Regions from separate parts of the Gossypium hirsutum genome. Here region 1 is linked to region 2. A link is a contact called in public Hi-C data. All regions are on one chromosome and are shown on one strand. Each heading gives the region's core, a stretch centred on a gene start, on an enhancer-like site or on the middle of the called end of the contact. The rest is flanking DNA. Distances are from core to core; before and after follow the strand shown.

The links. Hi-C and Micro-C count contacts between places; a contact is called where the count stands out from the background.
Region 1: a Hi-C map of leaf shows a contact between it and region 2, with 2.5 times the contacts expected there. The contact joins the promoter of LOC121215944 here to the enhancer-like site in region 2. A contact is called at or near these places in 3 of 34 Hi-C or Micro-C datasets (all in leaf).

The regions. Positions count from the first base shown.
Region 1 is chrD04:52,667,270-52,674,946 of Gossypium_hirsutum_v2.1, reverse strand. LOC121215944 (pollen-specific leucine-rich repeat extensin-like protein 3) reads right to left here and starts at 1,669. Exons shown (of 3, transcript XM_041090852.1): 1 at 1,553-1,669; 2 at 699-1,177; 3 at 188-389. The coding sequence starts at 1,630. The coding sequence ends at 707.
Region 2 is chrD04:52,435,969-52,443,046 of Gossypium_hirsutum_v2.1, reverse strand. No RefSeq gene overlaps it. Among protein-coding and RNA genes, the nearest start is that of LOC107898356, 34 kb to the left of the region's middle. Within about 2 kb of position 4,851, at least 7 of the 9 cell types and tissues checked have an H3K27ac peak or open chromatin away from gene starts, as enhancers often do. A contact at or near this core is called in leaf, where this site is marked.

The DNA.
Region 1 (7,677 bases), core at 420-2,919, 240 kb before region 2:
TCAAAATATTCATATATATATATAATAAATTATATTATGATGAGTGTGTTTTTATTTTATTTTTTTATATTTTATAAATCAATAAAATTTTACCTATAATAATATTTGAATAAAAAATATTATGCAGCATAATTTGATTTTTAAATGAGTTTTAGATAAATATATTTGTTGACCAATATCGTGAGTGTGACACACAACTCAATTGTAAAATTACCCATTACCAAATACCAAAACAAGAAACTGAGTCACCAGCAACGGAGGGCGGTATGATTTACAGGTTCTCAACCTTACCAACAACAATGGAGAAAACCATTTCACAGAACTGAGTAAACATTCATCATTGTTAAAGTTACCCATGTCAATCAACAACAATGGCTTCACGTTGCAGCCTAAATTTGATCCAATAAAGAGTAAGATTCTAAGATAAAACACCAGATTCAAGAGAGTCGACAACCATTTTTGTCAATTTATCAGACAAGATGCACAATTCATTATATCTGAAAAGTGGGTTGTGTAGGTAAATCACTAAATTCTCAATATGAATAAAAACAAAAAACAAAATTCACCATTATCAAAATCTAATCCAAATCTCACCCATTATCATCCCCACCACTATACAACCCATCTAAAAAAAATTACTTAATTCAAGAAATTTGAAAGTAGAAAAAAGAAAACGTTTATTTTTTAATGGAACTAACCAGATAGTCTAAGCATGCACAGGACCTGGAGCCACCAGAACCGGAGTAGGCTGATTGTAGGGAGGCACTGGAAGCACTGCAGGAGGAGGAGGAGGAGTAGATTGTGGTGGAGGATTTGGGTTAGCGTCAGGCGGCGGAGGTGTAGGAGTAGGGTCCTGGACAGCTGGTGGTGGTGGGTTAGCAGTAGGGATTGAGGTAGGTGGTGAGTTAGGGGAGGTGGGCTGGTTAGACCCAATGGCAGGAGGAGGAGGATTGTAAGAGGAGGAGGAAGAAGAAAAGGGTGGCGAATTAGGGGTGGAGATAGGGTTAGGGAAGAAATTAGGAGAAGGACAAGAGTCACCACCGGAGCATTTGTGTGAGTGCGACTTATGGTGACGAAGCAGCCCGAATCCCAAGACAAGACCCAATACCACCAACGCTGTAACTATGAAGATGAAGATCTTTGTTGCTTTCCCCACATAACACATTTTGCTTTTGTACTAGGAGGAGAAAAGCATAAATTAGTAGAGTGAGCTTAAAAAAAAACCAGCAAATCTGAAACGGGGTGTGTTTTGGTTTGGTTTAGTGAAGATAGGATGTTGGTTGGGTCGGGTTTCCATTGTGAGTTTGGTGAGGGAAGTTGGACTTGGGATCCAAGGGGTGAAAAAGGTTATGTGATCATTGCACGTGAAGGCCATTTCAAGAGAGAAAAAAAATTGAACTCTGCAATGCTTCCAAAATTGTGCTCAATGCTCAATCTTTTAGAACTATAGCTCAAGGCTCTAGACTTGTAGTTGTAGAGATTGGGTTATTAATTAAGAAAGAATGGTTTTAAGGAGTTAATCAGATAAATCAATGTAGCGTTAGAGTTTAACCTTTGGGGGAATATTTTGGGAATCGAGCCGGAGACTGACAGGCATGTCTGCTATGTCGGATGGAGGTGGTTGCTGCATAGGGCTGGGGTGGAGATTACCCTTTCATAAACAGCTCCCGTATTCCCCTTATCTGTATAATCTATGACTATAACCTATAACAATAACTCTAACTGTCTACTATATTTTACTAGACAATGACTGTAATGCACCAAAATTATGGGTCGCTAAATAAAAAAGAGTTTTCATTTAAGATATCAGTATGTTAATATTGAAGTTATATCATTTTCTCTTGTTACACAGTTTTTTACCAATCAATTTTTTTTCTCTTTCTTTTATATAATTCATTTTTTTTGCGTGAAACAATTTTAGACTTCACAAAGTAAACCAAATTTCAAATAAATTTTTTTAATTAATCTTCGACATTGACGATAATATCAACATAGGTCTAAGGTATGTTTTTGTACTTATTGATGGGTACTGATCGTCAACTTGCCGTTGGGAGATCTCTAGCTAAACTTTAAAAAAAAATTTAACAGTCCAATGACTTAAATAAAAACTTTTAAATAGTTTAGTGATCAAATTATAACTTTTTTCTTTAATTAAGTAACCAAAACAAAAATTTATCCCTAATTTAGTAATGAATAATATGATTTACTCTGTTTTTTTTATAGGAGAGGAGTAGAGGTGATATATGATGTATTATATGTGTAAATTTGTAGACGACAATTTATAAATATAAAATTAACATTTTACCAACGAATGTTAATGATTAGTTTAGGAATTGAATAGTATACTTTTTGCTTAAATTAAATAATTAAATACTAAAAGGATCTCATTTACCCAATCATTTAAATGCCAAGATTCTCTTATTTCGTAATTAAATGATGAGAGTTCAAACTAAACAAAAGTTATTTAATTTTGTTTATACTATCATGTTGTAATTAAATTGTGATAGATGATTTTTTTTTGGTTAAATTTTGTTATTTTTGACATCTATTCTTTTAATTATTTTAATTAATTAAATTTTATAAATAATATTTTTAAGAATCATTCCATTCAATGTTCTTAAAATTGTTGGACCATTTTCACTATATGTATTTTTTAATAACTGTAAATGAAAAGTTATAAGTAATCAAAAGTTATGTCACATGATTATTAACAAATAATTATAATTATGTAGATATCTATTGAATACTTATATTTTTTTTGCTAAAGATATGACTATTTATTAGGGTAGTTATGTCCCTATGAAGAGACACGAGACTTCTTATAAATAGAAGTGCAATTTCATTTGTATGACGCACCCAAGAAAACATAGAAAGAAAATTTCTTTTTACTCTCCCACCATTTTTTTTTATATTTCTAGTTTGTTCTATAAAGAATTATTGCAGAAATTCTTTATAGAAATTGATATTCTTGCTATGCTCCGCTCAATGCTAAGTGGACTATTTCCGTCAGTGCAACACATCGACAGTCATTGGACTTCATTGTATCATCGAGGTTTAATTGCCAGTAACTCTTTTGCACACCAAAGTATAGGTGGGGGCATATAGAACTTTAAAGAAAGTGGCATTGATACACGCCTTGAAAGCTTTATTAATTTATCATAAATTTAATTTATCCCTACACACTAACAATTTTAAAGTTCTATTTTTGCAAATTATGAGAAATTAAATTCACCGTGCGTTCACATGCCCCTACAATCATGGTACTATGAAGATGGCTATCAGTAATGACACAATATTGAGATCAGTGATCTAACTATTAATTTAGAAGAAATCTTTGTAGCAGTGAGATGTACATCAAATTTTTGGTTTACTATTATTGCATGAATTGAATTTTATGATTATTTTCTATTGAGATTAATTATATTATGCAAAAAGTATAAGTGTCTCATGGATTAGTTTTTGATAAACTCAAATTCTAGTTTATTATATACATGATATACATGCATAGTTATGATTGGTACATAATTATATAATATATGATTTGCATATATTTTTACAATCATGAAAAGGAGGAAGAAAGGAAGTTAATGAAAATTTTAAGCAATGCAAGAAAATAATGTTTCAATTGGTGCCTTAAGCTAAAAACATATGTTTGTTCGATGATTTCAAATCCAAATAACTATGTCTATTTAGTAAACTTCCAAACATGAAAAGTTATGACTTTTCAATAAGGCACATATGTACGTATTGGTACCTCATATATAGATGCTTGGTTGGAGTTAAATTCAATTAATTCATATTATATTCAATTTGTAAGTGAAATATTTAGTACAAAAGTATTGTTTTTTTTATGATACTAATATAATGATTTAAATGAACAAATAAATTCATATATTAAATCATTATATTAGTAACTAGCATTTGGATGATATTGATAAAACATTATTTTCATTGCTAAAAATGAAAGTTTGTAGATGGTTGTATAATATAAATGTTTTTGTTAAATAACCATAAGTTAAATGGGTTTTATATATGATTGCACATTTTTTATTCTATGTTATAAAGTTTGGACTAGAAGTGGTTCTGACTAAAAATGAAATAAGTCATATGCATATGCATGATTAATTTTTCTAGTCAATTTTAGAATAGTGAAAAACATTGGTTTATATAATAAGATCACTATTCTGGTATGAAATCTTCTAGTGAGAATATATAACATGATAATTATATATTTGAAATCGAGACCAAACTGTGCATATTTATGATGGTGCATGTGGTTTTTTATATGGCTTAGATATGCTCTATAATTTCATGGTTCTTATAAATTTTGAGATGTAATAAATTTTGAAATTTACTATAGAAACAATTAATTAAAGATCTCGTGAGTATGAAAATAGCAATATGAATGTCATTTGACCCATTTAGGTGATGGACATTGTAATAGGTCAATTTAGCCTGAGACCGAATTTCAAACAAGTAAAAGGCCCAAACAGAAATCAGATAAAAAATAATAAACAAAACCAAAAATAAATTACAAACAACCCAAATAAAATTACAAGCCCAAATAAAAGTTACAAGTCCAATTACAAAAAGAGGCCTAAATGACCCAAAATAAAAGAAAATCCTAACGGTCCATTGGCCCAACAACTTAAACATTTGCGCCGCTCCTCTCTTTGCACGCGTGCCGCCCTAAGAGCAGTTGAGAGAAAAAGAAAGAAAGAAAGGAATTTTTTGTTTTTTGAGAACAAGTTGAAATGAATTTTTTTAAAATAAGCAAAACAACGCCGTTTTTAAGTGGCTCCAAACACCCCAAAACGACGTTATTTTGAAGTAGAGCCCGACGGCCTGAACCGCGTACGATCCTCGCGTTTTTTAACCTGAGGGGTCTATTTATGCTTTCGGTCCTTCTTCTTTTTAATGGCATTTCAATCCAGTCCTATTCCTTTTTCTTTTTAATTTTTACCATGTAATTTTGGTTTGTTTCATTTTGGTCCTCCTGAGAAACGGTGCGCATAAAGACAAGGGATATTTTCCTATTCGGTTCTTGTCCTTTTTAGTGCGTTACATTTTAATCCTTATTAATCTTTTTTTAATATTTACAATTTATACCCCTTAATTTCATTTAAATTTCAATTAAATCCTTTATTTATTTAATTTCAACCTTTTCATGGATTTTTTATTTTATTATTAGTTACTTTGAAATTGCAATAATTTTATTATCAAGTCTTTCATGAAATTATTATTATTATTTACTTATTTATCTATTTATTATTATTCCCTTGCTTTTTATTTTAAAATTTATATTGTTCATATTTGTACATTTTGTTCTATTGTCATTATTATCTCATTATTATTTATTTTTATTTTTTGTGTTATTTTATGCTTTTTATTTTAAAATTTATATTTTTCATATTTGTACATTTTGTTATATTATCATTATTATCTCATTATTTTTTTTATTTTTTTTGTGTTATTTTATTATTCCTTTTATTATCATGTCTTTTAGATCATGCATCTTCCATTTATTTTTATTTTAAGTTGCGTTATCTATTTTATTATTATGATTATGTTATTATTATTAAAGTATACCTTTATTTATTTATATTTTATCATTCTAATATTCTACCCATATAGCCATTTTATATTATTTCATTATCACTACATCATGCATTATGTTTAAATATAATTGGTCGTTTTTATACTATACCTCAAATAAGATAAATACATATTGTTTTAAATATTACATTCGTTATTATTTAATGAAGGAAATTTTAAAATTAAGGCAATGTCCTGTATTTGGAGATTCGAGAAGCCGTGCCCTAACTTATGGGGTTCGACTTTCTCCTTGAACCTAGATAACCAGGCATCCATTTTAAAATTAAAACACATGAGACTTAAATAGTAATTAAATAAAGAGCAAGCTTATTTTCGAGGATTCGAGATGGCGTGTCCTAACTTATGGGATATGGACTTTTGTTACCTCGAGATAAGAGGGTCTTTTACACACGTTTTGATTTATTCAAGTGATTTTAATTAAAAATAACATTATTGCAAAGCGGGATCGTGTTTTTAAATTCTCTTCAAATTTTCAATTCCCGACACTAATACATCAAGTAATCAACTAGGTACCAATTTTGGGCGTCACAAGGGTGCTAATCTTTCCTCGTGCGTAACCGACTCCCGAACCCATTTTTTAAATTTTGTAGACCAAAAATCGTTGTTTTAGTAAATCAAACCTTTTATTAAAACGATCAAATTATGAGGTGATCCGATCACACCTCATAAAAAAGGATTGGTGGCGACTCCTATTTTTGTTTTTTAATAAAAATCCCAATTTCAAAAAAAGGTTTCGACAAACATGATTTTGATCATAGTCAAAAAGTAATTGATAATGTCCACCATGAAGGATATATAATGCGTGATATTCAAATGATTTGATGGATAATGTCCTCTAATATGTCTATATTATAAAAACATATGAAACACTTGGTTTGTTGGAAAAAGTGAAGCTATTTAAGTATGCACACCATAAGTTTTTAAAGTCATAAATTGACTATATGTTGTCTTGTTTCATCAAGGGATTCAAGGTCTCTTTACAACTTGGTAAAAAAGGCAACATAATAACAATAAAGATTTATCAATGTGAATGGATAATTGGACATGGTGGGGATGTTGGTCTTGTGAACTTTCAAGACACAAATAAATATAAAGTTTCACCATTTGGTATAAATGATTAACATAACTATGTTGGAAATTCGAAAATTTAGGGATAAATACAATATCATAATATTTGAGTTACCCATGATGGAAACTCAACTCAACGCTTGATATAATGTCAAGTCTTGAGTTCAATGAGACAAAATATATTGTTAGTATGTGACTGCTAGCACTATAAAATATTAATAATATATCATCCATGGGTGAAAAGTGTTAGGCACCTGTAATGATGAGCAAAAGAATGAGTATTATACCCTTAATATTATTAACACTTTTCACCCAAGCTGACTGCCTGAGCTCCTAGCACTATAAAATATTAATAATATATCATCCCTTGTAACAACACTCATAAAAAGATGTTACATACACATGGTCATAATAGTGCCCTTGGATACTGTGCACTGACTAGTGTTAAAATCATTGTGTGAGATGTGTTCGGTTAATCAAATAGAATAGTTGGTTCAAAGCATAGTCTTCCATGCAATTTTGGTTAAATTTATCATGTTTTCACTAAGAGAATGTTCAATCGTAAGAAACTTTCATTTATGCAATTGATTTTTAAGATTATTAAAATCTTAAAATAGTGCAGATTGTTGGAGCATTTTCAAAAAATATATAGTGTTCCAATAGCTGCAAATGAAAAGATATAAGTAACCAAAAGTTATGTCATTGACCATGCCCCGACGTACGTGCAATGAATCTATGAATCAACACTATTATACTTAAGTATCTAGCGACTTTACTACAAGTGTAATAGGTCAGTTGTAATATTTATAAGTGTTACAATGGAACACTTTGAGTATTCTAAGGATCGAACCTAAGGGTAAATGTGTTTATCAAGTTAATTAAAAGTTAAGCAATTATTAATCTAATCGAGTAAGAAATTAATAGTGCAAATTCCAAAGTAAATTGTGAATTTAAATTATCAATTAAACAAACTAATCTAATTTTCTTACAATA
Region 2 (7,078 bases), core at 3,602-6,101:
AGACGCATGCATTCCACCTCCCATGTGGGGAGGTAAATATTACACTGCAAGACATAGCAGTCCAACTAGGGTTGTCTATAAACGGCGAAGTAGTGACCGGGCTTGGAAAAGTGCCCGATCCGTGAGGCACTTGCGAGCGGTTAGTTGGAAGGGTGCTCTCGAGCAACGAGGAAGGACGATTAACATATATTAAATTTACGTGGTTAAAAGAAAACTTCCAGCATCTTCTGAGCAGTCCAACACAGATGGATATTATCTACGCTGCAAGAGCGTTCATTTTTCAACTTATAAGTGGGATACTTTTGCCGGACGTCAATCAAAATAAAGTCTCAATAATGTATCTCCCCTTATTAAAGGATCTCGAGCTTGCTAGAAGATTTAGTTGGGACTCAGTGTTGGCATGCTTATACCACGAGCTTTGTCAAACAACAAAGCCATCTACGAAAACAATGGGCGGTTACTGCCTTCTATTGCAGTCTTAGGCATTATACCGAATGCCATTTCTGGCATCAGTGAGCCACCAACTATATGCCTGGCCATTCGTTAATAGGTAACTATGTAGTTTAATTTTGCCATTTATTTTTTATTGTATACTATAATGTACTTATTTTTGCATGAGAAAAATAATTTGATAATTTCTCTTTTTTTAGATGGGCAACTATACTGGGAATTGGGTGATCGTTCACCGTACCTATGTACCGTATGATGATAGAGACTCATTCCGGGGATGGCATAAAATACAATTCCAAATATTTCTTTTTTAAATATAATTATTGCACAAGAAAAAAGTAACGTGTTGTCTTTATTTTGAAGTTTATATGGATGCCATATAATAAGGAAGATATCGCAGCGCTCATACTATCATGGGTTATTGAGCAGCAACAACTGTTTGTGTCTAATGTGCCGTTGGTTCATTTTCATATGGTGGAGTGGCACGATGGAGGTCGGGTTTTGAGGTAGTTTGGTTGTACACAACCTATACCGAACCCTCCCGTCGACATCAAAGATGTCCACAAAATGGATAAAAAAGGTTCGAGTTGGAACGCTTTAAATTGGGCACAAAAACATGAACCGTATATCTTTCTGTGGAATCAGCGACATTCGAGGCGCCCTCCCTTGTATGTTTTAGAGGGAAGGTTCTCTCCTACGCCCGAGTACGCAGCATGGTATAAGGCACACAGGAAACCTTTCATATTCCAAGGTTAGTACATGCTGATCCAAAGAGACGCGCAACCTGAATATTCTCGATGGCAACCAAGGAACGCACAACCGCGCAGTAACTGAGTTCCGCCATTCGGGAACATCGAGTCTGATACTGCCTCAAACATCGATCTCGGGGCCCAATATGAAGCATGTGGCTCATCATCATAGTACATGGATCCGGATCCGGTGCATGAATTTCCTCCATCATTCGAAGATATTTTTGGTGACGACCTCCAGCCTCAACATCCGACACGATCCAGATCATCCTCATACTACCCGGAGTTCTGTCCCGAAGCAAGTACACCCACCACTGAGGATATTTTTCCATCGGCACCTCCGGTCACGTAATACCAATTAACTTCCGATTATAGTGTATATGATTATTCTACCTTTCTAACTACACCAGACGAGACACCGGACGCTGGACCGATTAATTATCAAATGGCTCAAGAAGCTGCACGGCATCACCAACAGAGGCATCCGGACCGTTACACGCCAGCGTAAGGGACGTCCTCGGGATCGTGAAAATTTTAATTTTTTCTGTTAGTTTTTACTTAATTTAAAATTGTTCTGTAAATATTTCTTTTATTTTTCATATGGTGGAAATATCGCGGCGCTCATACCATCATGCGTTATCGAGCAGCAACAGTTGTTCGTGTCTAATGTTCCGTTGATTCATTTTCATATGGTGGAGTGGCACGATGGAGGTCGGGTTTTGAGGCAGTTCGGTTGTGCACAACCTATCTCGAAACCTCCCGTCGACATCAAAGATGTCCACGGAATGGATAAAAAGGGTTTGAGTCGGGACGCTTTATATTGGGCACAAAAACATAAACCGTATATCTTTCTGTAGAATCAAAAACATTCGAGGTGCCCTCCATTGTATGTCTTAGAGGGAAGGTTCTCTCCTACGCCCGAGTACGTAGCATGGTATATGGCACATGGGAAAGCCTTCATATTCCAAGGTCAGTACATGCTGATCCAAAGAGACGCGCGACCTGAGTCTTCTCGATGGCAATCAAGGAACGCACAATCGCGCAGTAACTGAATTCCGCCATTCGGGAACATCGAGTCTAATACTACCTCGAACACCGATCTCGGGGCCCAATATGAAGCATCCGGCTCATCATCAGAGTACATAGATCCGGATCCGGTGCATGAATTTCCTCTATCATTCGAAGATATTTTTGGTGACGACCTCCAGCCTCAACATTCAACACGATCCGGATCATCCTCATACCACCTGGAGTTCCATCTCGAAGCACGTGCACCCACCACTGAGGATATTTTTCCATCGGCACCTCCGGTCACGCAATACCAATTAACTCCCGATTATAGTGTAAATGATTATTCTACCTTTCTAACGACACCGGATGGGACACCGGATGCCAGACCGATCAATTATCAAACACCTCAGGAAGGTGCACAACATCGCCAATGGAGGCATCCGGACTGTTACACGCCAGCGCCGAGGACGTCCCAGGGATCGTTACAATTTTAATTTTTTTCTGTTAATTTTTACTTAATTTAAAATTATTCTGTAAATATTTCTTTTATTTTTAAATTTTTCTTTTTTTAATAGTAATTTAATTTCTCTAAAATAATTATTTGTTTGAATAAATGATTTCGTAATATTTAAAAATAATAATTCAAATAAGTAATACTACACGACAAATTAAATTTACATACACAATAAAATACAATCATTCTACAATATTAATACAAAAAATATAAATTTCAAACAAAAATAACATGCACTATATTAAATTTAAACATCCAATGAACTACAAACAGTTGGGTAAAATTAATACACGAAAATTTAATTTTCAAACTTTATATATTATAGATTAAATTAAATTTACATATAAAAAAATACAAACATTCTAAGAAATTATTACACAAAACTATAAAAATGAAACCCTAAATCCTAAACAACTATATTAAATTTACAGATATAAAAAAATATAAACATTCTTAAGAAATAATGCAATTATTTTCAATACTAATTGCTTCACAATTAGTCGTCTTCTGCTTGAATCAGGTCTACGTTGCATTGGTACTAGTTTCTTCACAATTAATCATCTTCTACTCTAGACCTTTTCTGCTTCCATTGTTCATTTCAGGTTATTTTGGTGATTGTTTTTAAACATGGGTTATTTTTATAAATATAAATTTTTTTGGATTATTTTGGTAAAATAGCCCCACATGTTGCTAAACATTTTAAGTAAGGATCTCTTTTGTGGTGATGAACTACTATTACATAGTAATTAATATAGGCAAAACCATGCTACATACATCATATAGAGCCTTTTAAAATAAAGTCATAGAGAGGTGCATAAATATGAAGGCGTAAAGGGAGATTTTCGACAAAGGCAACCATACTATTAGCTACTTGGTTCCCCTCCCTGTACCTATAGAATATTAGAGGAAGTAACTAGATAATTGTTGTAAGTTAGGCTCAACTAAATCTAGTTATGAGTAGTTTCCATTTATGTTATCCGTTTTTGTTATAACTTCTGTTAAGCCTCTAGTGTATAAATACATAAAGGCCCTTATATTCTAAGAGTATGATTAACAGATTACTCTTTTTCTTTTTACATTTCTAGTATGGTATCAAAGTTATTTTTTTGTTGAACATTGCTTCAATCATGGGTTCTGCAGTCTCAGCAGAATTGACAAATGGGAAGTTCTTCAAACCCCTTGCCTTTGCTTCTTAAAAAGTGGCAATTCTTATAGATGATAGTAATTTTTTGTCCTGGAAACATAATGTCTTGCTTGTAATCAGGAGTAATCGATTACACCGGTTCATTGATGGGTGAATTACTATGCCACCACGACTTATTATTGGTGATGATGGTGTTTCTGTTGAAAATCCAACGTATGTCGAGTACGAACAGTAAGATTCGACTTTATTGACATGGCTCCTTTCTAGAGTAAGTGATCTGCTACATAATCAATTGATTATCAATTTATCTTCTAAATATGAACTTTATGAGACATTGACAAGAATATTTGGCACACAATCCACAACCAAAGCCATAAGGTACATATTCTCCATCATTTCAAGGAAAATGAACTTTCTATGTCGGTGTACTTGGTCGAAATTTAACATTTGTATGATTGTTTGGTGGGTTTTGGTCAACATGTGTTTTTGGAAGAGCATCAGTCAACGATTTTTAATAGCCTTTCCTCGGAGTTTGACCATGTTGTGACAATAATCACAATGAGTTGTGGATTATTTGATCTACAAGAAATCACAATAGCGTTGTTGGATGTTGAAGCACGTCAAGAAGCCCACTTGTCTCAGGTCACATTCTCGGGAAATCTTGCTATGATGACTAAATCTTCTTCCTCCTCGTTTGTCCCTGCATATATTGCACAACCACCACCTCAATTGTTTCGGTCTAACCGAGCAACTAATTTGTTTCAAAGACGAAGGCATAGTCGATTTGGTGGTGGAATACAGTCGCAATGTTAGATTTTTGGCAAGATCGATCGCGTTACTCGTTGGTGTTTCTACAGGTATGATTCAGCCTATGATGATGATGATAATTAAAACCCTAGTTCTGGATATGTGGACATGGGCTGGTCTTCTATTGGGCCATTTACTCACTTGAGTTACAAGACTGCTTCAGCTACATGTGCTACACTGATCATGGACCGTTTAAGTGTTATCGGTATGAGCCTCATTCTCATTATACTGATTAATCCTTTTCTAGTCCATCCAAGAGTTCCTTAGCTTCTACAAGTGCTTCAAACATAATGCAAGCCGATGTTACATCAATGACAACCACTCCGCCTGTTGTTTTTGACCAGTCGTGGTACCCTGATAGTAGGGCTACGACACATATGAGTAATGACCTTACCGATTTCACTAAGTGCAGCTCGTACAATGGGTCAAGTAAGGTGGTTATAGGTAATGGCCATACTATAACTATCTCTTATGTTGGCGAATTTCTTTTATCTTTTGGTTCTAACACTTTGCTTTTTAAAGATTTGTTGTATATTCTTGTTATTCAAAAAAATCTATTATCTATTTCAAAGTTTGCAAATGATAATAGAGTGTTTTTTTGAATTCTATCTAAACTGTTCCTAAGCAAAAGACTTGGAAACACTTTGAATATTGCTTCAAGGCATTGAGTCAAACGGGCTATATCAGTTCCTACCTGCCACCACTGAGCTTGCATCAACTCCTACAAATACAGATGCGGATGAGTCATTACAAAAGTCAACTTCAGATTTCAAGTTCAACCATTGGCATCAAAGACTTGGTCACCCCTCTTTTCTATGATGTAAATCAAGTATTGAAGTCTTGCAATGTTACAATTCCCAAGAATAAGTCATTCTCTTTGTGGAATGCTTGTGAGCTTGGTCAAACTCACAAACTGCCATTTATGTCCATTAAATCAGTGTACTCTACTCTTGAGTTTATTGTTACTGAGTTGTGGGGTCTCGCCCCTTGTTACTCTTCAGGCTATCAATACTATATCTCCTTTGTGGATGCATTTTCAATTCATACTTGGATTAATTTTCTTAAGCAAAAGTTTGATGCATTACAAGCCTTCTTGTCTTTCAAAACACATGTTGACAGTCATTCTCTTTGTGTAATACTTGTGAGCCTGGTAAAAGCCACAAACTACCATTTATGTCCATTAAATCAGTGTACTCTGCTTCTCTTGAGTTCATTGTTACTGACTTGTGTGGTCTAGCCCTTGTTACTCTTCAGGCTATCAATACTATATCTCCTTTGTGGATGCATTTTCAATTCATACTTGTATTTAATTTTCTTAAGAAAAAGTTTGATGCATTACAAGCCTTATTGTCTTTCTAAACACATGTTGAACTACAGTTGTAAGCTAAGCTTAAACAACTTCAGACGAATGATGGAGGCAAATTTAGAAGCTTTGATCCATATCTGAAGAATTTTGGCACTACACATCGCCTCTCTTGTCCAAACGAGTTTGAACAAATGGACTAGTGGAACGACGTCATAAACAGATTGTGGAGACTAGTCTGGTATTACTTGCACAAGTATCTCTGCCCCTTCCTTATTGGACTGATGCTTTTTATTCTGTAGTTTACCTCATGAATTTGCTTCCTACAAAGGCATTGAGTGGGATGCCCTTTGTAGAGAGATTTTTTGGTCAACAACCTAAGTATCAGTTGCTTAGAGTTTTCGGGCATTTATTGTAACACCCTTAACCCGTCTTGGTTGTTGGGTTTGAGGTATAAAAAGCTACAGTACAAACCGGAACAATTACAGACCTTTAATGGTAAATTCGAATAAAAAATCACTATTTACCATAATATAAGTCATTTAGAACAATTTTAAACTTTTCCTGAGATTAATATGAGCTTTCGTGAGCTCTAGAGTTGTCCCAAGATCGAACAAGGACCAAATTACAAAGTTTAAAAAAATACAGAATGTCACATCATGATGCTGGACCACTTAACGCCAGGATGTCACAATCTGTTGGTTGACATTGCGACAAGGGAAGATCGATATCAGGACTAGAAACCTATTTTTGACAAAATTTGGCCATTTGGTACTTGTTTCAAACCAACTAACCAGATAGGCTAAACAATCTTTTTGGCCTCATTTAAAACTGTTCAAAACATACCAATTCCATGTCAAAACATAACATATAATCATCTAATGAATCCACAAAACTAATATGCTGCATTTGGCACCAAATCACAACAATGTAATATAAATCAAATACAAACCATTCCACCTATTTATAACATCCCATAACACTTATCCAATCCATACCATAAGTTGGTTCATATACCCTAAGTTTATAAGTTATTTTTCATTGATCTGTAAATTATTTTGTATTTGAATAAACTATTTTCTATGAAAATAGAGAAAATA